Linked DNA regions of Mus musculus: regions 2, 3, 4 and 5 are each linked to region 1. A link is a contact called in public Hi-C and promoter capture Hi-C data. All regions are on one chromosome and are shown on one strand. The core of a region is the stretch at or near the end of the contact, and the rest is flanking DNA. Distances in the headings are between cores, read along the strand shown.

Evidence for each region. Promoter capture Hi-C pulls out the DNA fragments that hold promoters and counts their contacts. Hi-C and Micro-C count contacts between places; a contact is called where the count stands out from the background.
Region 2: a promoter capture Hi-C map of pre-B cells shows a contact between it and region 1. The contact joins the promoter of Snx25 here to the promoter of Frg1 in region 1. A contact is called at or near these places in 1 of 39 promoter capture datasets (pre-B cells) and 1 of 484 Hi-C or Micro-C datasets (CD4 T cells).
Region 3: a promoter capture Hi-C map of pre-B cells shows a contact between it and region 1. The contact joins the promoter of Ufsp2 here to the promoter of Frg1 in region 1. A contact is called at or near these places in 3 of 39 promoter capture datasets (cranial neural crest, hippocampal neurons and pre-B cells) and 1 of 484 Hi-C or Micro-C datasets (the G1E-ER4 cell line).
Region 4: a promoter capture Hi-C map of pre-B cells shows a contact between it and region 1. The contact joins the promoter of Tlr3 here to the promoter of Frg1 in region 1. A contact is called at or near these places in 2 of 39 promoter capture datasets (pre-B cells and second pharyngeal arch cranial neural crest).
Region 5: a Hi-C map of B cells shows a contact between it and region 1, with 8 read pairs. The contact joins the promoter of Cyp4v3 here to the promoter of Frg1 in region 1. A contact is called at or near these places in 2 of 39 promoter capture datasets (cranial neural crest and second pharyngeal arch cranial neural crest) and 1 of 484 Hi-C or Micro-C datasets (B cells).

Annotation. Positions count from the first base shown.
Region 1 is chr8:41,414,906-41,418,922 of GRCm38.p6, reverse strand. It overlaps Frg1 (FSHD region gene 1), which reads left to right and starts at 1,805. Exons shown (of 9, transcript NM_013522.3): 1 at 1,805-2,023. The coding sequence starts at 1,962. It overlaps Gm50494 (a long non-coding RNA gene), which reads right to left and starts at 1,797. Exons shown (of 2, transcript XR_003947538.1): 1 at 1,674-1,797; 2 at 1,188-1,572.
Region 2 is chr8:46,150,661-46,154,677 of GRCm38.p6, reverse strand. Snx25 (sorting nexin 25) reads left to right here and starts at 2,237. Exons shown (of 19, transcript NM_001372342.1): 1 at 2,237-2,896. The coding sequence starts at 2,522.
Region 3 is chr8:45,973,439-45,977,455 of GRCm38.p6, reverse strand. Ufsp2 (UFM1-specific peptidase 2) reads right to left here and starts at 1,928. Exons shown (of 12, transcript NM_138668.2): 1 at 1,868-1,928. It overlaps 1700029J07Rik (RIKEN cDNA 1700029J07 gene), which reads left to right and starts at 2,204. Exons shown (of 7, transcript NM_001033148.3): 1 at 2,204-3,952. The coding sequence starts at 3,853.
Region 4 is chr8:45,408,308-45,412,324 of GRCm38.p6, reverse strand. It overlaps Tlr3 (toll-like receptor 3), which reads left to right and starts at 1,945. Exons shown (of 7, transcript NM_001357316.1): 1 at 1,945-2,025; 2 at 2,347-2,529; 3 at 3,590-3,659.
Region 5 is chr8:45,331,061-45,335,077 of GRCm38.p6, reverse strand. It overlaps Cyp4v3 (cytochrome P450, family 4, subfamily v, polypeptide 3), which reads left to right and starts at 1,915. Exons shown (of 11, transcript NM_133969.3): 1 at 1,915-2,313. The coding sequence starts at 2,100. All of the region lies in intron 3 of Gm30504 (a long non-coding RNA gene), which reads right to left.

The DNA of each region.
Region 1 (4,017 bases), core at 556-3,055:
TCTCTTAAGCCATAACCCCAGCATCATTTATGGGATGGGCTAAACCTGAGGATGAGACAAGACCTATTTCACCAAGAAAAGCCAAAGATCCAGTTCCAGAAAAGATTAGTGCCTTGAGCTTTGGTCGCGCTCTCAGGTCATCTCCAGGTAAGGATGCTCTTTCAGAAGTTAGAAGACACCCAGCTCCCTTCTGGTGTTCTTGGGAAAAGCGTGGTCATTCCTGCTTGTGCAGTTTTCCAGGGCCTTACCCTAAACTGCATGCTCTGTTCCTATCACAAAGCCAGGTCCCCAGCACCAGAAAAGACAAGACAAAGATAAAGAGAGTTAAATCAGATACTTTTAAGCAATAATCATTGGCTGAGTTACAAATAACAGACCCTGTATTTATTTGCTGGATAGGGAGAAGTACTTGCAAAAGTGTTTCCTGTATGAGGTTGTGGGCAGTTTCTGTGCAAGGTTGGAGTTCAGGCAGTATCTTTGTGATAGTTTTGTCAAAAATATCTTCTATTTGCTAGATGTAATCGCCATCTCAGAGGCTTGCTGCTGAATAAACTCACCCTTTCCACTCCTTTCTAAATTCTGGCTGGCTGATTCAGCTAATCTATTCTGGCTTCAACTCCTCTCCAAGCTGACTGATTTTCATCTGGCTTCTCTCCGTGTCTCCTGAGTTGCTCTGCTTGCCCTCAAACTAACTCTGGTAATCTATTCTAATCTTCTGGCTTCTCATTCTCTGGCTTTAACTGCCTCTGCTGACCTTCACTGAACTGCAGGAGCTCATGAAGGAACTCACTCAACTCCACTGTACTGTACTCGCCACTCTGACTCCCCACTGACTGACAAGCGCTAAAGACTGAACTTGCCCCTGACCTGAATAGCTTCTCTCTCTTGTGCCACTCAGATGAGCGTTGAGCATATTCTGTCAAATCTCCCTCTGATTCACCACTTTGTTTGCCCCTCAATTAGACATCGTTGTTTAGGATTAAAGGTGTGTACTAAGTGTGTGTCTGGATTCCAGCCAGATCACACAGACCTAGAATATCTTTGCACGTCATCCCTTGCCAGAGCTGCCATCAATCATTCCTTCAAAAGTGTTTTATATTTGTCAAGTGTTGACAAAGCCATTCCATTTTTTGATTCTAACAGCATTCATGTTTCTTTCACAAAAACCAAAGATCACACAGAAGCTGTATCAGCGGTGCATTGTTTGTAATGGAAGGGAGTTATAACATTGCGGGGAAGATTGGAGGAGGCAAAAGGAATACGCACTTGGCTGGATCAAGACTACAGGGAAAGACAGTATTCGGTGTGGAGACCAAAGTCTCTTCAGCACTTGCGATAGAAACCAGTAGTTAGCAACTATACATTGTATCATTCCTCAATTGTTTCTTGTGTGTTACTCATACACAATACACGAGTAAAACATGTACAACACAACTAACAACTCTGGAGCCAGAGTCGTTGATAAAGTTGCCCGAAGCCAAGGCTGTGACCCACGCCTCCACAGAACACACATCTCGGTTTCTCTGTGCAGGCCCAGTCTGGCGGGTTGCCGGGTACTTGGTGCGATGTCCGCTGCAAAGAGAGTGGGCAGATAGATTTGATCCTTTCAACATCTGGCTCATCCAATCCAGGTATGGTCTTTACAACCTCGGCAGCAGGAAACTGTTGGATACCTTCGCTTCCACCAGGGGGCGTCTCTATAAGTTTTGCCTGGTTTGGGGGGGAAAAAAAACCGCGAACATCCGGGACTTCGCCGCAGGAACGCTGACGTGATTGGACCCTCCACGGCCGCCGTAGTGCATCGGAAGCAGTAAACAGGAAGCCGGAGAATCGTAGCCTTGGGTTGAAGAAGACCGAGAGTTCCTCGGGGACTCGCTCAGCTCCGGCCGTTAGAGCCACTTCCTCCTCCTCCCAGTCCTACGGAAGCTCTGCCAGAGGCTGCCACTTCAGCGAGCCGGGCCATGGCCGAATATTCCTATGTAAAGTCCACCAAACTCGTGCTCAAGGGCACTAAAGCCAAGAGGTGAGGCGGCGCTCGGGAGGGAGGCGCGGTTCTCAGTGCATCCATCCCCGGGGCTCAAGGGACGGGGTAGCCAAGCCACCCAGGACACTCAGACCTGCGTGGACAGCCTCCCCGACACTTCTTAGCTGACGCTGCGTGGCCGGGGATCCCCCGAAACGGAGAGACCAGGAGTCCTACTTTTGCCCCCCCCCCCAGGCCTCCCCCTGCCTGCCTTGATAACTTGCTTTAAGGAAAGTTTTTTTTTCCACCGGTCTTTCCTGCAAATGGAAAAAGCAAGCGGACAAACAAAAACGCCCTGATTCTCTGCAGTGTAATATGTAGGGGGCAGGCAAAGCTGCATCATAGTGTGAGTCGGGACCTTGAATTCGCACCGGTGATGGGTTGATGGTTCGTTTGCTGATTTATTAGACGCTGGTTCTTGTTCCTCGAGACTATAAAAAAGAGTTATGAGAACTGAATGAGACAGCCAACTCAGAATATAACAGCCAAGTGGAGGCATGTGGGTGTGATTTATAGTTAGCCCTATAGAGAAAGATATCTTGCCCGATCCTATTTCCGTCCTCTTGAAGGATCTAGCCAAAGTTGAACACTTTATTTCCTGTATCACCGCTGAAGCAGTTTCAACAGGTACTTGTCAGCGAGCTTCGTGCTGAATGAGCTCGGAGCTTTATCCTGACCGAATCTGAAACTGTTTAAAATTTAGAATTTGCTTCTGAAGATGTTGTCGATAAAATACAAAGAAGTTAAGACAGCAGTTATTAAAACCTATGTAGTGCTTTCCATGTTTCCATGATTGGTTCTTTGTTTTTTTGAGACAAGGTTTCTCTGTGTAGTCCTGGAACTTAACTCTGTAGACTAGGATAGCCATGAACTCAGACACTCACCTGCCTCACCTCCCCCACCCCACCAACCCCCAAGTGCTGGGATTAAAGGCTTGGGCTGCAACCACAGCAAGGCTCAGAATTTGTTGTAAGCACTCTGAATAATCACTTTTCCCCTAAGATCTCTCCTCGTGTTTCCATTTATGGAGCTGTAATTCATAAGCCATAAACTCCTTTTAAAGTGTACAGCTAGTGGGGTTTAGTATATTTACGAGTTCACCACTATTTAGTCAGTAAGCATTTTGCCACTCCAAAGGAGACTGTTTAACCAACCATTAAATAGTCACACCCTTCTGCCCGCCCTTCCAGCTTCTGTCGACTGCTTTCCAGCTATAAGGATTTACTTGTTATGAATATGTTATGCCTGTGGAATTAAATAGTACATAGCCTTCTATGTTTGGCTTCTTTCACTTAGGTTGCTGTTGAGACAGGATCTCCGTACGTAGCTCTGGTTGGCCTGGAACTCACAGAGATCCACCCGTGTGCTGGGGGCTGCTGCTGTGTGCTATACCTGGAACTCACAGAGATCCACCCGTTTGCTGGGGGCTGCTGCTGTGTGCTATACCTAGCTTCTTGCTCTTCGTTTTGAAGAGCAATCCATCCTGTGGGCTGTGTGTTTGTTCTGTTCTGTGACTGAATGATACTATTTTTATTATGTTCTTTCTTCATTTGATGAGTGTTTTCTGCTAATGACAATGATGCTATCAGTTTTCTGGTTTTTGTGGACATACTTTTTTCATTTCTCTTGGATATCTGCGCGCACACACACACACACACACATGTGTGTGTGTGTAGAATTACCTAGGGTGTTATTTTTGATAACTCAGTGTTTAGCTTTTTGAGAAATGCTTTACAACAAGGCTGTCTTTAGTTAAGGGTTCTATTACTCTGATAAAACAACTTGACCAAAGACATGGGGTAGGGAGAGGGGTTATTTCAGCTTACTTCTGCTTTGCAGTCTGTCGTCTGGGAAATGAGGGCAGAAGCAGCTTCTCGGTGTTTTAAACCAAACATCTGTAAATTGTAAAAGATCGTTTATCCGTAGGTCACTCATAGAGCTGGAATGACTCCTGAGTTCTCACCTTGTAGTTCTTAACACATAACAGTATGTCC
Region 2 (4,017 bases), core at 988-3,487, 4.7 Mb before region 1:
GAGTTGGCCTGCAGTAAACCTTAGGCCAGTTTCCCCTTGCTAATTACACTCACTCCGTTCATGCCAGGGCAACAAGTGTGCTTCTGTTCTCACAGAGCAACAACACTGGACATTCTAGAGCACGGCACACTGGTCTTAGACTCATGGGCTTATGAAACCCTGTTTTTGCTCCTTTGGAATGTGAAATGATAAAGCCATTGAGTTCTTCAGAAATGCTGTGGTACAGAAGTTAAGTGTTGAAACTGAAGGGAGTCTTATGTGGAGAGACACCAAATCCTAGTTCCAAGGTCTACTAGCTTTGCGATTGAGTCAAGTTCCTCTAGTGCCTCTATTTCTCCATCTGTCATCAGGCTCGACAGTATCTGTTGGGGTGGAGATGAAATGTCTAGAGCTTTTCTCTGTAATCACATTTGGTATGAGAAACTCATTATCTTCCTACGTTTTCTTAGCCCATATAAAAGAATGTGATGTTCTGTGAACACCAACTAATATTAAAAAGCGACAAGCTTGGGGTGGGAGAGATAGCTCCGTGGTGAAGAGCACTCAGTGGTCTTACAGCGGAGTCAGGTTCAGTTCCCAGCATCCACATGGTCACGCATAGCTGTTCCTACCTACAGTTCTGGGGACCCCATGTTCGTTTCTTGCTGAGAGCACCACATGCACACGGCACACAAACAAACACAGGCAAGCAAAGCGCTCGCATAAAATAAAATTTAAAAATCTTTTTAGAAATCCTTTTAGAAACATGAGAAACATACTTGTCTTTAAATAGTTATAAAAATAATTCACTTAAATACTACATTCTATTAGAATTAAATTTTAGGTATGCTTTTTAAATCTATGACTTCGTCTCCCACTTGAAATCCATATGCCATTGGGGAAATTTATTATGAAGACCTGGAATGAATACATGGGTGGATTGTTAATGTATACCTGTACCTTTTCTTGAATAATAACTTTTTTGTGTAATACTTTGTTTTAAGCAAGCAAGTAAGCAAGCACTTTATTCATGAGTATTGTGACTTTTTTCCTTTTTTTTGATGAAATGGCACAATACTTATTACAGATGGAACAACCCCTTTACAGAAAAAAACAAAACAAAACCAAAAACCCAGTGTAGCCACAATATATAACACTGCATTGTAACACCTATGTTACTTGTCTGCTACTCGGAGGGCACTACCCATCACCATATTAGCGAACACTGCAAACCTAGGCTGCACACCTTTGATTCCAGCACTCTGAAAGCAGAGGCAAGTAGATCTCTGGGGGGGTCCAGACTAGCCTGGTCCACATAGTGAGTTTCAGGATAGCCAGGTTTACACAGAGAGACCCTGTCACAAAACAAAATAGTACAAGTTAAAGAACCTGGACTTCTTCATCTCAGTGTCATGGGGGTGCTAGCTCCTTATCTGTCAAGCTTCTCTTATTTTCTTATTTCATTTTTTTTTTTTTTTTTGTCTTCTCTACTCTATCTCCTCTCCCAGTGTCTTCAGAAATCCTTCATTTCCATCATCCCTCTAAGACAGTCAACACCCTTTATGGGCTTTGGCAGCTCTGTTACAGTATTGAGCAGCATTTGGACATCTTTCATCTCAGCAAACATCGTCTGTAGACTACCGGCTGCAGTCAAGAGAGGAAAGGAAAATATGTTCTCTCAAAATTCTTTGAACCAGTTTCTTTTGCGTGGGTAACAGCTTTTGTACCGAGTAGTTGTTGGCAACAAAAACACAAAATCGGAGCCAAATCGATTGTGGCAGCTATGTACACTCTCTGGCACTGGGGAGTCTTTCCATAAGTAAGTGGGAACCACAGGCTTCGCTTGACTCCTCCAGGTTTGTCTTAGTCCCCTACCCTTGGGCAGTGGAGTGGGGTCCGTTGGAAGAAAGTAGTAAAAGAGAGGATCAGGGACAGTACGAGGTTAATCAGAGAGCTAGAGAACAAGGCTGGCGTCTGGTATGGGGCTGTAGGCAAGGCGAGGAGCGGAGAGACGAAAATAAGGGGGTACCTGAGCGGAGCTCAACGCAGGCTTCTGACACCTGCAGCAAAATTTTCCACGAACAGACGCGGTCCCCGGGGGGCGGGGGCGGGGCTCGGGAAGTAGCGGGGTCCACTGCGATTGGTCGCGCCCCTTTCCGGCCGCCCCCGCCCCGGGTGGGCGGGGCGACCCCGCCCCACTGTCACTCAGCCGCAGGTCCCGCCCCCGCCCCCGCGCGTCTCGAGCCCTTGGGGTTTCAGTCCCCCTCGCGGTCCCGCTACCTGGGCGCGCCCGGTCGGCGGGCAGCTGCGGGCCCGGCGCGGGGCGGCGGCACCGAGGCGGGAGGGGGGGCGCGGCGGTGTCTGTTGGAGCGGTTCCCGCTCAGGGCCGCCGGCGAGGGCATGAGCGCGGGCTGCCCTTGCCTCGCGAGCGGCGGCGGGAGCGGCGAGGCGGCGGGGCGCCGCGCACAGGCCACGGCCCGGGGCGGCGCCGGGGGGCTGCGGGCCGGGAGATGAGCCTGTCGCCAGCGGCCCAGGAAGCAGCATGCACCGCGATGCCACCGACAGCAGCGGCGCCCGCCGCGGCCCCACGTCCGCCGCAGACGCCTGCCGCGCTGCCCGGGGCTCCGCGGACCGGCCGCGGACGGCGGACGGCCCGGGCTGGGGCTGGCGGGGGCCCGCGGCCGTGGCCGCCCTGGCAGTGCTGGCGCTGTGCTGCCTGGTCCCAGGCTGGGGACCGGCGGCGGGCACGGGGCCGGGCGCCGTGCTGCTGCGCCTCAGCCTGTACCTGAGCTGCGCCGCGGCCGCCTTGCTGCTGGGGACACTGGTCTCGCTCGTCTGCTGGAGCCCGCGCGCCCAGCCGCCGGACTTCGTCTCTTCCTGGAGCCGGCTGGCGGCGACCGTCCGCTGTCCGCTGCGGGTGAGTACCGGTCTCGACTGCCTCGCGTGCCCGCGGCCTCGTGCGCGCGCAGACCCCGGGGGGCTCCGGCCGGGTGGCCCTCCGGCAGCCGAAGCCCGCGGAAGACTGGGCTGCGCGGGCTTGGTCACGCGCGCCGTTTTAGGCGCTGTAGTTAACTCATCCACCATCCTCTGCACAGAGAGATCCATCCAGGCGGGTCTCCGATGTTGAAGTGCAGTTGGTGAGTGCCGAGAAAAATCCGCTTACAGCACCCACGGGAGGCAGGCTTCGCATTCATCACTGATGCTCCTGTTTGGTTCTTCGATCTGTAGTGGTTGGGAGATAACTTTATGACGGCTTACAGAAGAGAAAACTTGGTTAGGTCACCCAGTCCGAGGGAGCTCACTCAATGGGCCCCGTGTACTTCATACCTGTAAGGTCCTGTCTTCCACCATGTTGGTTAAGTTGTCATGCAGCTCAGGTGGATGTCTATTTGAGGGGGTTGAGGGGGTGGCATGCTCACCAGGAACCACTGTCGTTTGTTAAGAGGAAAAGCTGTCCTCAGGCAGGTGTAGGACATCAGGGTTGTGGTTATGTTGCGGAACGTAGGAAAGAACTGGATTTTCAACGTGCTTTGCCCTCCTTCCTACCAACCCTGTTTGCCTTAAATCAAACTTTACCTCCAGTCTGTTTATAATAACCCTTTAAAAGGACCTTCATTTTACCGGACTTGGCTGATTGATATCTTCATAAAACTAAAATTGCCCGAGATCTTGGGAGCCAGAGCAATGGCAGTGGCTCAACTTCATAAAAACGTTTGTTAGAGTGACTGCTGTCCCCAGAGTTTCTATTTGCTTATGGCATGAACCGTTTATTACTTTCTGGAAGAGCTTCCTACTTTTCAAAATGACTTTCCAGAGCCTGTCACTTCAGAATGGCATCCTCACTCATTAGACTCAGGAAACACAGCGGCAGTCTCAAAAGAATAGCAATGCCTGTTCCGCTTAGAAACTTTGATTTGGCTAAACATTTGTGACTATCGTTTGCATTTTAGAGTTGGTGGGTAGATGTGTTCTTCCTTCTATTCTTTTCTCAGTTCTAATAAGTAAGGGTCCTAAAAGTTTACCAGTTAGGTTTTAGAC
Region 3 (4,017 bases), core at 679-3,178, 4.6 Mb before region 1:
AGAACTCTCAGCGACTCCTGCACCATGCCTGTCTGGATGCTGCCATGTTTCCGCCTTGATAATGGACTGAACCTCTGAACCTGTAAGCCAGCCTCAATGAAATGTTGTCCTTATAAGAGTTGCCTCGGTCATGGTGCCTGTTCACAGCAATGAATCCCTCAGACAAACCCTATTCTGGAACAAGTGAGCTAGAACTGACTCCTAAGGCTTCAAATGACTGAACCTTGGGCATATATTACCTTTGATTGTCAGAACATTATGAAGTAGGTGCCGGTGCAGTTTTTTATTTTGTAAATTTCTTGTCACATCTCTGCAAGAGTGACAGCTTTTATGTAACCTGTTCAAAGACTACACCATGTCCCAATTTCACTCCATTAACTTCATTCTAAGCGAACAACAAAAAGTTTAATAATGCTGTCCATTCATTCTGTTGTTTATCATAAAAAACTAAACCCCTCAAAACTGGAAAATACTGTGAGAACTACCAGTGAGAAGTTTGATAAATTTAGAACAACATTACCATTTGAGTAAGAAAAATACTTACATAAACTGAAGATTGAAAAGACAAGCAAAAAACCCTGTCTTGAAAAAAAAAAAGAAAGAAAGAAAGAAAGAAAGAAAAAGAAAAAAGAAAGAAAGAAAAGAAAGAAAAAAGAAAAGACAAGCAAGAGTAAGGTTTAACTCGGGTACTTATACAATAAGATTTCTGCTTAACATAATCAGTCACGCCTATTCTTTTCTGTAAAAAATGGGGAAAAGATATGGTACTTCAACCAGGGTTGTTATGACAATTCTTTAAGCAATCATATGTGAAAGCGCCAGGGTCTCTTTAGGCTTTTAAAGCAAGATACTCTATGAAGATGTAATATTTAAGCTGAAATTCGAAGGGCAGGTAAGTAGCCCATAAAAGAAGCCTTAAATTTTCCAAGGTAAAGAGGTATTCTTATGTGTGTAAGCCCATTCTAAGCACAGTGGCCAATTGGTGAAGGTTCGCTTAATTGAAACAACATGTAGGAAGGCTGATGTATACGATTGTAAGCCCAACACTTGGGAGGTAGAGGCAGGAAGGTCTGGATTTCAAAGTCATTCCTGACTGTGTAGCCAGTTCAAGGACAGCCTGGGTTTTGTGAGGCTCTGTCCTAAAACCAAAGCAAAAGATCACTTAGACTATGACCCATGGACGGACAGCAAGGACAAAGCTCAAGGACGGTAAAGAAGGTTTTAATACAGCCAGCCAGAAGTAGAACCCAGACTTGATTATTGACTTTGTTCTTGAGATGAGGCAAGTTTGTCAAGGGTTTGGTGGGCACAAGGAGGGGTGAGCTGGGTTATCGAATGGGAATTCTGAAGGAAGAGTGCGGGGAGAACAGGAAATGATGAGCCGGCTCTGTAACTGCTGAGTTTGAATGATTTATTTAAGTGGAAGCAGTTGACTAGACTTATGAATTGGGTTCGGAGAGAAAGCTCAGGGTGTAAGCTGAAGATTATCATCTGCGGTACAGATGGCAGGACTTAGCTGAGCTAGGAGAAGGGGGAAGCTGGAGAGTTCTGTGCCACGTAAGCGAAGGGAGAAGACTATTTTAAGGAAGTTAGGTCTATCTTTTCAAAACCAAAAGTTCTTTTAGCTAGCTTCTAAATACGACAAATAGTGCCTTACTGTCAAGATGCACTGACTGACCCGGAGAGTCGCATGACCCGGTGCTGCTGGTGACCAGATCACCCAAGAGATCCAAGTGAGGATAGTTTGTACCGCGACTTTTGGCCTCTCAGGAGCAGCTCCTTTTAGGGGCCTGGAGCCATTCTCCTAACGGTTGACGAAGTCCTAGGGGTAAATACGGGGAGGTCACTGACAACCAGAATCACTTACCAAGCACCACTGGCGATGGCAAGAACACCTACTTCGTGCAAGCAAGGGTCGTCCCGGAAGTGACGTCACGCCCGCCGACTGCGGGGCTCCGACAGGTGACTACAACTCCCAGAATGCTTCGCGTCAACCATCACGGAGCGTACCACAGGGAAACTATTCGCCGATGGCGGGGAAACAGAAGGCTTAGTTTCGAGAGATTTTATTGGCTGAGACTTACGTATTCTATGGCCTTTCTTCCGTTTTCGTGGACGCGCCGTGCGGGTTCGAACGTTCCGAGGGCCTACAGTAGCACGTTGGGAAAGGGTTCTCCCGTTCCCACGGCAACGCGGCCTAACATGCGCCAGCGGCAGCTTGCGGAACTGTGCGGCGCGCGCCTCTGCTGCTGCGCTCTAGGCTGGAGCCCCGGCCAAGCGCGTGGCCTCGAGCTCTTCGGGCTCTGCTGTGGAGTGATCCCCGACCGGAGCAGGGTCCATCTGATTCTGGTTGTGGGATTAGGTGTCTTTTGGAGAGGTGACTCGGCCTCGCAGACATGGGTTTTCCTTAGCTACCTGCCTACTTCAAGCTACCTTTCCTTAGAGGGAATAACTTAGACAATCAGTCCATTTATTTTCTGCAGTTTCTCCCTTTTAGCCAAACTTTTTTTTTTTTTTTCCTGGCGTAGAAAAGAATTTATTGAGTAAATTGCAAGGATGCAGTGGACAGGGCTGTAACAGAGGAACCTTCTTAGCCAAACTTTTTGAAGGGAACTTGCCATATTCTACTTGGGTAGAATCCCACGATTTTCGTGTCTACGTGATTATAAACCAAAATTTATGCCTTTTAAAGTCTGTTTTCCTACTTCTACCTGACCAGAAGGAGAGGGTTGCAAAAAACATTGCGTAAATGTGTGAATGAATACTTTGTAAGTTTTACTTAAAGAGTTTATTGTAGGGACAAAGTTGAAGGCATTGGCCGCAAGCGCTGGGGCGACAATGGTAAAAAACTAAAGGGGTTTTGTCGTTCAAGCCGCTCCGGAGGTTAGGGCAGAGGTTCCCTGATTCCAGGAGTTCCATTCCAGTCTGGGCAGCGTTGCCTCAAGAATGTGGTGAAGGAGATTGAAACTCAGTTCATGGTTCCTAGCTGTCAGTTCACTGGGGAAAATAAAGGGTGCCAAACCACGGATATAAGATGACTGTTAATGAAGCTTGGGAAGGTGTTAAAGCGGAGAATCTCCAGGAGAAGAGACCAACTCCATGACTGTCCAATTAAAGCAAGCTGTGTGTTGGGGTGTGCCCGTACTAGCCTGCTGGCTGTCTCACTCTGAGAGCACCCCTTGCGGCAGCCTCATTAGGTCCTTTTTACACGAGAGAGAGAGAGAGAGAGAGAGAGAGAGAGAGAGAGAGAGAGAGAGAGAGAGAGAGAGATCGTTCACCGGACTGAGAGAGTTGGCTGTTATACATTGTAAAAACAAAACCAAAGAACAATGTGAAAGGGAAGGAACAAGGTCATGTTCCTACATCATGTGAATCGGGTAGCAAGTTTAGTGTTGGTTGAAAGACATTTTGCAGTTTACATCCTATCTAAGAAACAGGGATCAGTCCTTAATTACAAGGAGAAATCTCAACTTGGAAGCACTTAACGCAGGACAAACAGGAACGTATTCTTTAACTACAAATAGAAACCGTAGCCTGTACAGGATGAACAGGAGCTTAGTCTTAACTGTCTTAACTGGAAACAAAAACTTTAACCTGCAAAGTATATTGTTCCTAGTTTGGTCTCACAAAAGCTATGCACAAGCCTATCTGATGGGGCTTGTGCGGGTACGTAAAAGAAGTCAACCAACCAACCAATCCAGAGACTTAAAATAATGGCAAATAAATAGTTTGATATTTAATAATCATTCTTTTCTTTAAAATTAATTTCCTGTAGTTTTCAGTGTAAAGTAGGATTTTGCTGCAAAAGAAGATCTAAGAACCTTTGTGAAGTTACCACCCCAAGGAGCAATCATGCCGATAGAAGGTGGGAAAACAGATATGGAGAGGATTGGCCTCTTCAGTGAGATGGAATACATCACTGTGGGCGACAAATATGTGTCACCATTTAATCGTGAGTATCTTTGGTATTTTAAAATACTTGAATAGCATATATTTCCAATACAAAGATTTTGATTA
Region 4 (4,017 bases), core at 696-3,195, 4.0 Mb before region 1:
TTAATGTTTAATACCTTTGTCAGATTTTGAAACACATGGAAGATGGGTCAGCAGTTAAAATGCTTGCCAAAAGCATGCTTGAGGAACACATTTGGGGTTCCCAGAACCTAGGTAAATGTCAGGTGGATGAAGGGGCTTGCCTGAGACTTCTAGGGCCTAGAAGGTGAGGATGGGATATCCAGAGCAGGCTGGTCAGCTAGGCTAGCAGCAAGGAGCTCTCAGTTCAGTTGAGAGACCCTTCCTCAATGAACAAAGTGTAGCACAATAAAGGAAAATACCCCAAATCAATTTCACGCCTTGATGAATATGTGCACATGTGTGCATATGTCCCCCACCCCCAGTATGTACACATATACATGCCAAGATATGTACACTTGAAAAAAAAGTTCTCTATTTATTTGAAGCCACTTACTAGTCAACTAACATTACAGCTAACCTAATATCTGTAAAGAATTACAAAGCATAAGATATTATAGATTATAGAGGAAGTATATTGTACTTATCTAATGCTGCATGGCCTATCACTCCATTTCTAAACAGTAAAGCAGCAGCAAGATGGTTTGCAGCTTTTCTGGGATGTTGGCAGAACTTGTTGAAGAAGGTCATTCAAGGTCATTGCTGAAGAAACTGCAGTAAGTTAAAGTAGATTGGAGGACTGTCTCCCATGCAGCCAGAGTCCATGTTAGCCATCTCCTAGGTGTTCGTGAGCATGCACATTCCCCTCCTTATATCCATTGCACAGCTAATCTAGGCTTCTGATTGCATAGCATTGGAGCCCCAGATTCCAATGAAGCCTGAGAGAGACTGGTGTTCCAAGAAGACAAGTCTTAAATACAGAGGCACTTATCAGGCTTCCCTAATGGACTCAGAACCAGACAGATATCCACTTGGTCAAAGCTACCCAAGCCAAGGGTCAGTGTGGGAGAGGACCATACAGCAGCCGATTCTCTGTCAGGAGACTAGTCCTTTAGAGGCTAGCAAGTTCTTCTGTGAGATGGTGTCAGAAGTAAAATTACAAAAATGCAGCCCAACCTGTTTTCAAGGAACCCACAGAGGTGAAATCTTGCCAAGACTATCAACGTTGTGTTGGCATCCAGGTGGATCAATGTAGAGGTCATTAATTTACTGAGGACAAAGTGCTTGCTTATGGTGTTGAGCTAAGAGTGTAGCCATGAGCCAGGTAACCACAGGAAGTAACCTCCTGGGGCCAGGGAAGAGCAATTTGCACCAGGATACAAAGTTACTTCTTGCTTTCACTTCTGTGGCCATTCACCTTTTCCACTTTCACCTCTGCCAAACAAAGGAACTATTGACTGAGAGCTCAGGCACTCCCCTCTCTTGGCTTCAAGACAAGAAGATCAGGTCAGGTGCTCTCCCATTTCTTGTATGCTTTATTACGTTTAACTTTTTTTTTAAAACTAAATAACAACCTGGCTGAATACTATGTCATTGCTCATCTGTAATGAAAAGAAAACTGACTTCATTCCCTTGCAACTCCGTTTCTTTAACCAGTTGGAGTCCTCATAGCTAATTGAGGAAGAAGGAGTTAATCCCGAGCTCTTCTCTGACCAAACAGATGCCTACTGATGCCTAATTTGTGGGTTTTGTGGAAAACTGGGCCTGCTTGAGTAAGAAAGGCTCTTTGTGACACCCAGTGCTGGACCAAACTTCTGCCTTCCTTCCTCCCTCCCTGCTCCCTTCCCCCATTGTTATTTCCCGGCCTAGTTGTTTCTGGGAGTTTCCTGCTTTTGAGGCAGGACCTCCTCCTGTGTCCGAGATGTCCTCAACATTTCCTGCTGGAAAACTGGATGGCCATTTTTACCTAAGAGATTAAGTTCGACTTTACTCATTTTGCAAAGAAGATAAAGCGAGGTAAGTGAATGGCTTTCACTTTGTTTAGACACATCCCATTTCCCCACACGGCCGGTCCCTGTTGGCCCCTCCCACTATGCGCGATTCCCGACCAGCACTCTGGGTCTCTGGGCGGCAGTCCCAACCTCAGACCATGCACTGCGCATATCACAGGTTTGCAAGGATCTGAAACCCACTGCAGAGGGCTTGGCTCTGAAGCCAGAAACTTACTGACTTCCAGAATTCTGCCCCCAGGCGGCGGCCGGTTCCTCGGCTTACACCTTCCTCCCTGAAGGTCGATTTGTGACCATTTCAATGAATCCCAGGAGGCCCTTAAAAAGAAACTAAAAAAGGGTAACAGTTTAATAACAATTTAACTGTTTCGCTGAAAATATCCTCTCTCTCTCCCTCTCCCTCTCCCCCTCCCCCCCCCCCCCTCTCTCTCTCTCTCTCTCTCTCTCTCTCTCTCTCTCTCAACTTAAGTTTCACTTTCAGGCTGAAAGGAAATGTGTGATTTAAAAAAAAAAGTCTGAATGAAAACTAAGGGGATGCAGGACCTCAGGCTGAGTAAAATCAGAATGTACTTGGCTTTTGAGGTTGACGCACCTGTTCTCTATCTGGGAAGTTAAACTGCCTGAATCACAATCGCGCACCAAAAGAAGATAGAAGATGATGCAGGTATTGGGAGAAGGGGAAAAATGCACCATAGTTCCAAATGTAAATTTAGCTACAAATTCTGATATCTTGTGATGAAATGCCAATTTTATGCAGCAACTAAAACAACAGCAGCAAGAACATACTTCCTCTATAGACTTCTCTTCTTGGAAAGATACTTTGAGAAAGCATTCAAAGTGATTTTGTAAAAGGCTTTAAAAAGTGGGTGAATGTGGCTCTGAGGGGTGTAAGGGGTAAACAAGATCAAAATACATATGTATGTGTAATGAATAGTATGAAATCATCAAAGAGCAAGTAAAAGGATTATATTAAAAGGTAGTTAAAAATACTTTTTAAAAAATTGCACCTTTTCCAAAAACAAAATAAAACAACAACAACAACAACAACAACAAAAACGCAGAAGGTTAAAAAGTCCTTTGTATTTAGTGAGCTAGAAAGGAAGACCTGGCACTCCATGACAATGTTCTTGAGAAAGGACAAATTCTCAGATGTTTCTAGGAACTGGCCAGTCACTTTCTGTTACAGAATGAAGAAGGGCAGCAGGAGAGGAGGGCAGGCTGTTCTGGAAGTTGTAGAGTAAGGCCAGAAACCAGGCTGGCAAATTATGGACTAGTTTGGGGAAAGCAGTCAACCTTCACCATATAGAAGTTGTCATAAGCTCTTCTCATGACTTTATGATGTGATTTTGTGTTGACACGTATCTAACTGTTTTGAAAGCTTTTCCTTACTATTAACTATTACCTACTAACTCGTGTTACTGATGAAAAAAGTTTTATGATCTCCTTAACACGCTGTTTAGGATTTGTCCCCCTCCCACTTTCTCTGTCTTTCTGCTTGTGCATGTGGTCACCATTCTGAATTCCCTAACATTCTAGTCACTCATGACCTTGTTTTTCATGCAGCCTGCTTCATTAGTGGATTTTTTTTGGGGGGGTGGATTTTTTTTTTTTTTTGCTTTTCACTCTCAATGAAGTTTGTTTTCAGATTGAGACTGTCTTTCAGTTATTCAGGGATACAGTTTGGAAATGCATTGGTCCTTAGTAATTCTAATTTCTATTTACAGTCTTTCCAGAGGGATAGATGTTACCTAAGCAAGGAGTAGAATATGATACAGGGATTGCACCCATAATCTGGTAAGTAGAGGTGAAAACAATACCTCGAGGAAAATTTGCTAGTTGCCTGTCTCTTACTTTGCAATCTGTTTTGTAATGCAAAGTTTATAATAGGCTCACATGCATAGAAAAAAAATCAGTAAATATCATATGATCACTGGGGGTCATGACCATATCATCTGAGGGAAAGGGGAGGCAATTGTTTTAAAAACATATTACAGGTGAACTTCAAAACTAATGCACTAATAAAGGCAGTCATGTATATGAGAATGAATGAGATCCCATTTTCTGAGGTTACAGGACTAATCTGTAGGGAAGGCACTGGTTGCTTCTGGGAGTAAGGGTAGACATTAACTGAAAAGGGGAGAGAGGAATTCTT
Region 5 (4,017 bases), core at 666-3,165, 3.9 Mb before region 1:
CCTGCCTAGTGTAGTTGCAAAGAAAAGTTTTCATTATATTTATGCATTCGTAGATATATTGGTGTATGTGCATTATAGCCATGGAATATAATAAATACAGTAAATCGATAAACTTCTTATTTATTTATTTATTTATTTATTTATTTATTTATTATAAGTACACTGTAGCTGTCTTCAGACACTCCAGAAGAGGGCGTCAGATCTCATTACAGATGGTTGTGAGCCACCATGTGGTTGCTGGGATTTGAACTCCGGACCTTCAGAAGAGCAGTCGGGTGCTCTTACCCACTGAGCCATCTCACCAGCCCCAATACACTTCTTGAAAACAGGCAATTTTAAGGACAATTATATATTAGCATATCACCGAGCACTTCTGCTCATAAGCATATGTACTGAATGGAAATAATTGAGTCAAAAGATATCAAAGAGAAGGAATATTCATAATTATCCACAGCATATGAAGCATCTATATTTATATTACTATGTTTTATGAAATATATTAATGTTCTACACTAGTGTGGATACATACACTATATAACATGCTACTTTGAATACTTACGATAATGTAACAATGTATATTTTGCTTCGTCATTTGTTTTCTTTTGCTCTTTCACTTAATGTTTTATGAACTTCTTTTCCTGACAGTACACACCAGATGGCTCTTTTGTAAAAAGTAACTGCAGGGGTGGGCAACATGGCTCAGCTGGCCAAAGAGCTTGACACCAAACTTGACCACTTGCGTTTGAGCCTCCAAAACCACATGGTGGGTTGTTGTCCTCTGATCTCCATGCTTGCATACAGTTTAAAAAGAATGTAATACGTTTTTAAAAATTCAACTGAGGAAAGCCCTAGATGTGCTTTCTTCAGGTCCCAGAGGCCACACGGGTGTTTGTGGGCACACCATGCAGTCTCTGTATGAAAATAACATTCTCAAGAAAATGAGAATCCAGGGCATCTGTGGATTTCAACTTTCTTGGCACTCTCCCCAGTGTGCAGTAGGCAAGGGCACTTCTCATCCTGCCCTTTGGTAAGGACAATGGGGTGTAGAACAGGGACTCCTGTTCAGGCTGGAGACCTCCATGGGTAGCTAGTAAATAACTTTGCTAGCTTCTTCTTTCTGGCCTTTCCCTTTCTGCAGGCTTGGCATTTTAGCTTCACTTTGACTGTGCCCCATTACTGTTGCCAACCCTCCTCATAGCATGCCTTCTTCCACCCACTTCTGAGCCCCTCCATCCCCACCCTTGTTCTCTCTAGTTCTGGCTTTCCTTGATCAGAGAATGTTTAGGGAAGTGCTAGACTGTGTTCTCCTTTAGTTCTGGTGATTCAGTCTGTCAGCTGACACTCACTGGATACGTGGCTTCCCTAAACTTCTAGGTCATGGGAAGGCGGTTGCTGTGCCGGACCCTGAAGCAGGGGCCAGAGTGTGTCCGGTGCCCCTGGGCAACCGGCCCTGCCCTAGGGCAGCAACTGATGCAGGTTTGCGCAAGGGCTAGTTGAATTTAGAATTCCAAAAACTGCCTTTCGACACCGAGGACTCTTCATTTGAATTTTTTAAAACAGACTGCTTATGAGATCTGTAATCCTTCCACAAAGCAAGGGAGTTGCAAAATTCTTAACAGCCCACATTAGCCGGCCCTAGGGTGTCCGGAACTGGCGATGCGAATTTCTAGTTTCTTCTCCATCCCGAAGCTACCCTAAATTCGACTTCCTCCGCCATCCTCATCTTTCCACACCGTGAGCTTTCACGTGCATTCTGAACTTCAGAGCTCAGAAGTTGTTCCGGTCTTTCGCTTTCGCCTTGAACCCCAGTGGCTGGCGCGTAGTACGCAGACTCGTGCAGGGCATCACAACAAACCTGCGGGAGCTTTCCCCGCCCCCTCGGAAAGTTTGTCCCCAGGGCGTGGTGCAGACGCTACAGATTTTCCCAGCTCCAGAGCTGGAAGATCTGAGAGGACCTGGTGTGCCCCGGGGGTTCTTTTTCCTGAGCCCTGAGCCGGGAGCTTGGAGTTCCCGAATTTGTCCCTCCCTCCTCTGCACCCGGCAGCGACTGGTCGCCACCTTCTCACTGGCAATCCAGAGGGAAGAGGGGAATCAGAGAGATGTTGTGGCTGTGGTTAGGGCTCAGTGGGCAGAAACTATTGCTTTGGGGCGCAGCGAGCGCGGTCTCCCTGGCCGGCGCCACTATCCTGATCAGCATCTTTCCGATGCTGGTAAGCTACGCGCGGAAATGGCAGCAGATGCGGTCAATCCCGTCGGTGGCCCGCGCCTACCCCTTGGTGGGACACGCGCTTTATATGAAGCCCAACAACGCAGGTATGTGTATGTACAAGGAAGTGTCTACTCCGTCTACTACTCTAACTAAGGCTGTTAGGCGCCTCGTCAGTCAGAGACACCTATTTAATGGACTGCTCCCACTCCCTCCCAACTTTTTCTTGCCACAATTGAGGTCTTCACATCCCTCAGACCTGCTAGGAGAAAGAAGAAATCTTCCAACCTCCACACCCCCACCCCTCCAACTCACCCTTACCCTCCAGGGAGTAAGTTCCTAATTCTCCCCATACCCATTTCCACTCTAGTGCCTGCCAAATTGCTTTGTGCCTCCCATCCTATAACGAGCATAGCAAACATACATATGTGTATATAGCATGTGTGTATAGAACAGGTTACAGTCTTTCCAAGTAAAATTAATTGATTGATATGCAGTTAAAATCCTCTTGGCCTTTGTAGATCAATCCTTCTGAGGAAGTCTTTCAAGGCCACTTCAGCAGACTCTACTGCCAAGGGCCTTGAAGTAAATTTATATGGCTAGGTTCAAAAATCTTACTTATTGGAGAGGTTTTTGTCGTTATTGTTGTTGGTGGTGTTTTTTAAACCTGAAATAATTTTAAAGAAATGTTTTATGCAAAAAAATTTTGTTCTTTTGCTTTAGAAAAATACCTAAAGTCAGAAAGTTCTTAAAAATAGTGGTATCTGTGGTTCCCTGTTAGAGATAGTGTATTCAGTCTTAACACTTAATCTTCATGGCTGTGTAAGCCTGGACATCCAGAACTGAGAAGAGACTTCCAGATGGCACATTTTAAAAGAACCTACACCAGATCCTACCTTTTCTTCAGATTAACTATTAATAGTTGTTTTACGGGCTGACCATCAATTTTAAATCTTCTTTAATATAGGTTTTAATATAGTTGCATCTCATTTTATTTTTAAATTTTTTATTGGTTATTTTCTTTATTTACATTTCAAATGTTATCCCCCTTTCCGGTTTCCCCTCCAAAACCTCCCTATCCCATCCCCTCCCCCTGCTTCTATGAGGGTGCTCTCCCACCCTCCCACCCACTCCCATGTCACAACCCTGGCATTCCCTATGCTAAGCATTTAAATCTTCTTAAGATCCTTTATTATCACTTCTGCGACCCAGGACAAAAACTGTCACAACAACTTAACTTGAATAACATGGGACACCATGGGAAAGTTTGTACGAAAATACTATCTAGCAGAAATCCAAGCAAATTCTCGTCACCTAACAATCGGTGTGACTTATAAGAAGTAATCCAACAACACTTTTATGTATGTTAGAACCATGTTGATAAAAACCCATGCTGTTTAGTTGAATAATACTCAAAAGAAAGCTAACATCCCCTTCCACTCTGACACTTGAGAGTCTACCCTAACCATTCCACTGTGAAAATCGCAGAAGATGAAATACAAAACCCAAAATGCCCATCAGGAAACAGTCCAGTGTCTCTGCTATATACAGAGCCCCATCATGTTCAGTAAAATGAACCACCCCAAGACCTGGTAAAGGTATTATTTTTGAGTGTTGGTAAAGAGTTTTTAAAGGAGGTTAGTGAATCTGAGCGGCCCAGATAAGAAAAATTCCTCTTTAACATGAGCAGAATCCTAACACCCTGAGTTCAGAAGAAACAATGCAGAAAGCAAACTGGTGTCTCTCTGAGGTTTTTCTCCAGCCACGTTGGTCATCAGAAGTCCAGGCTTGCCAGCCTTCAGACTTCACTG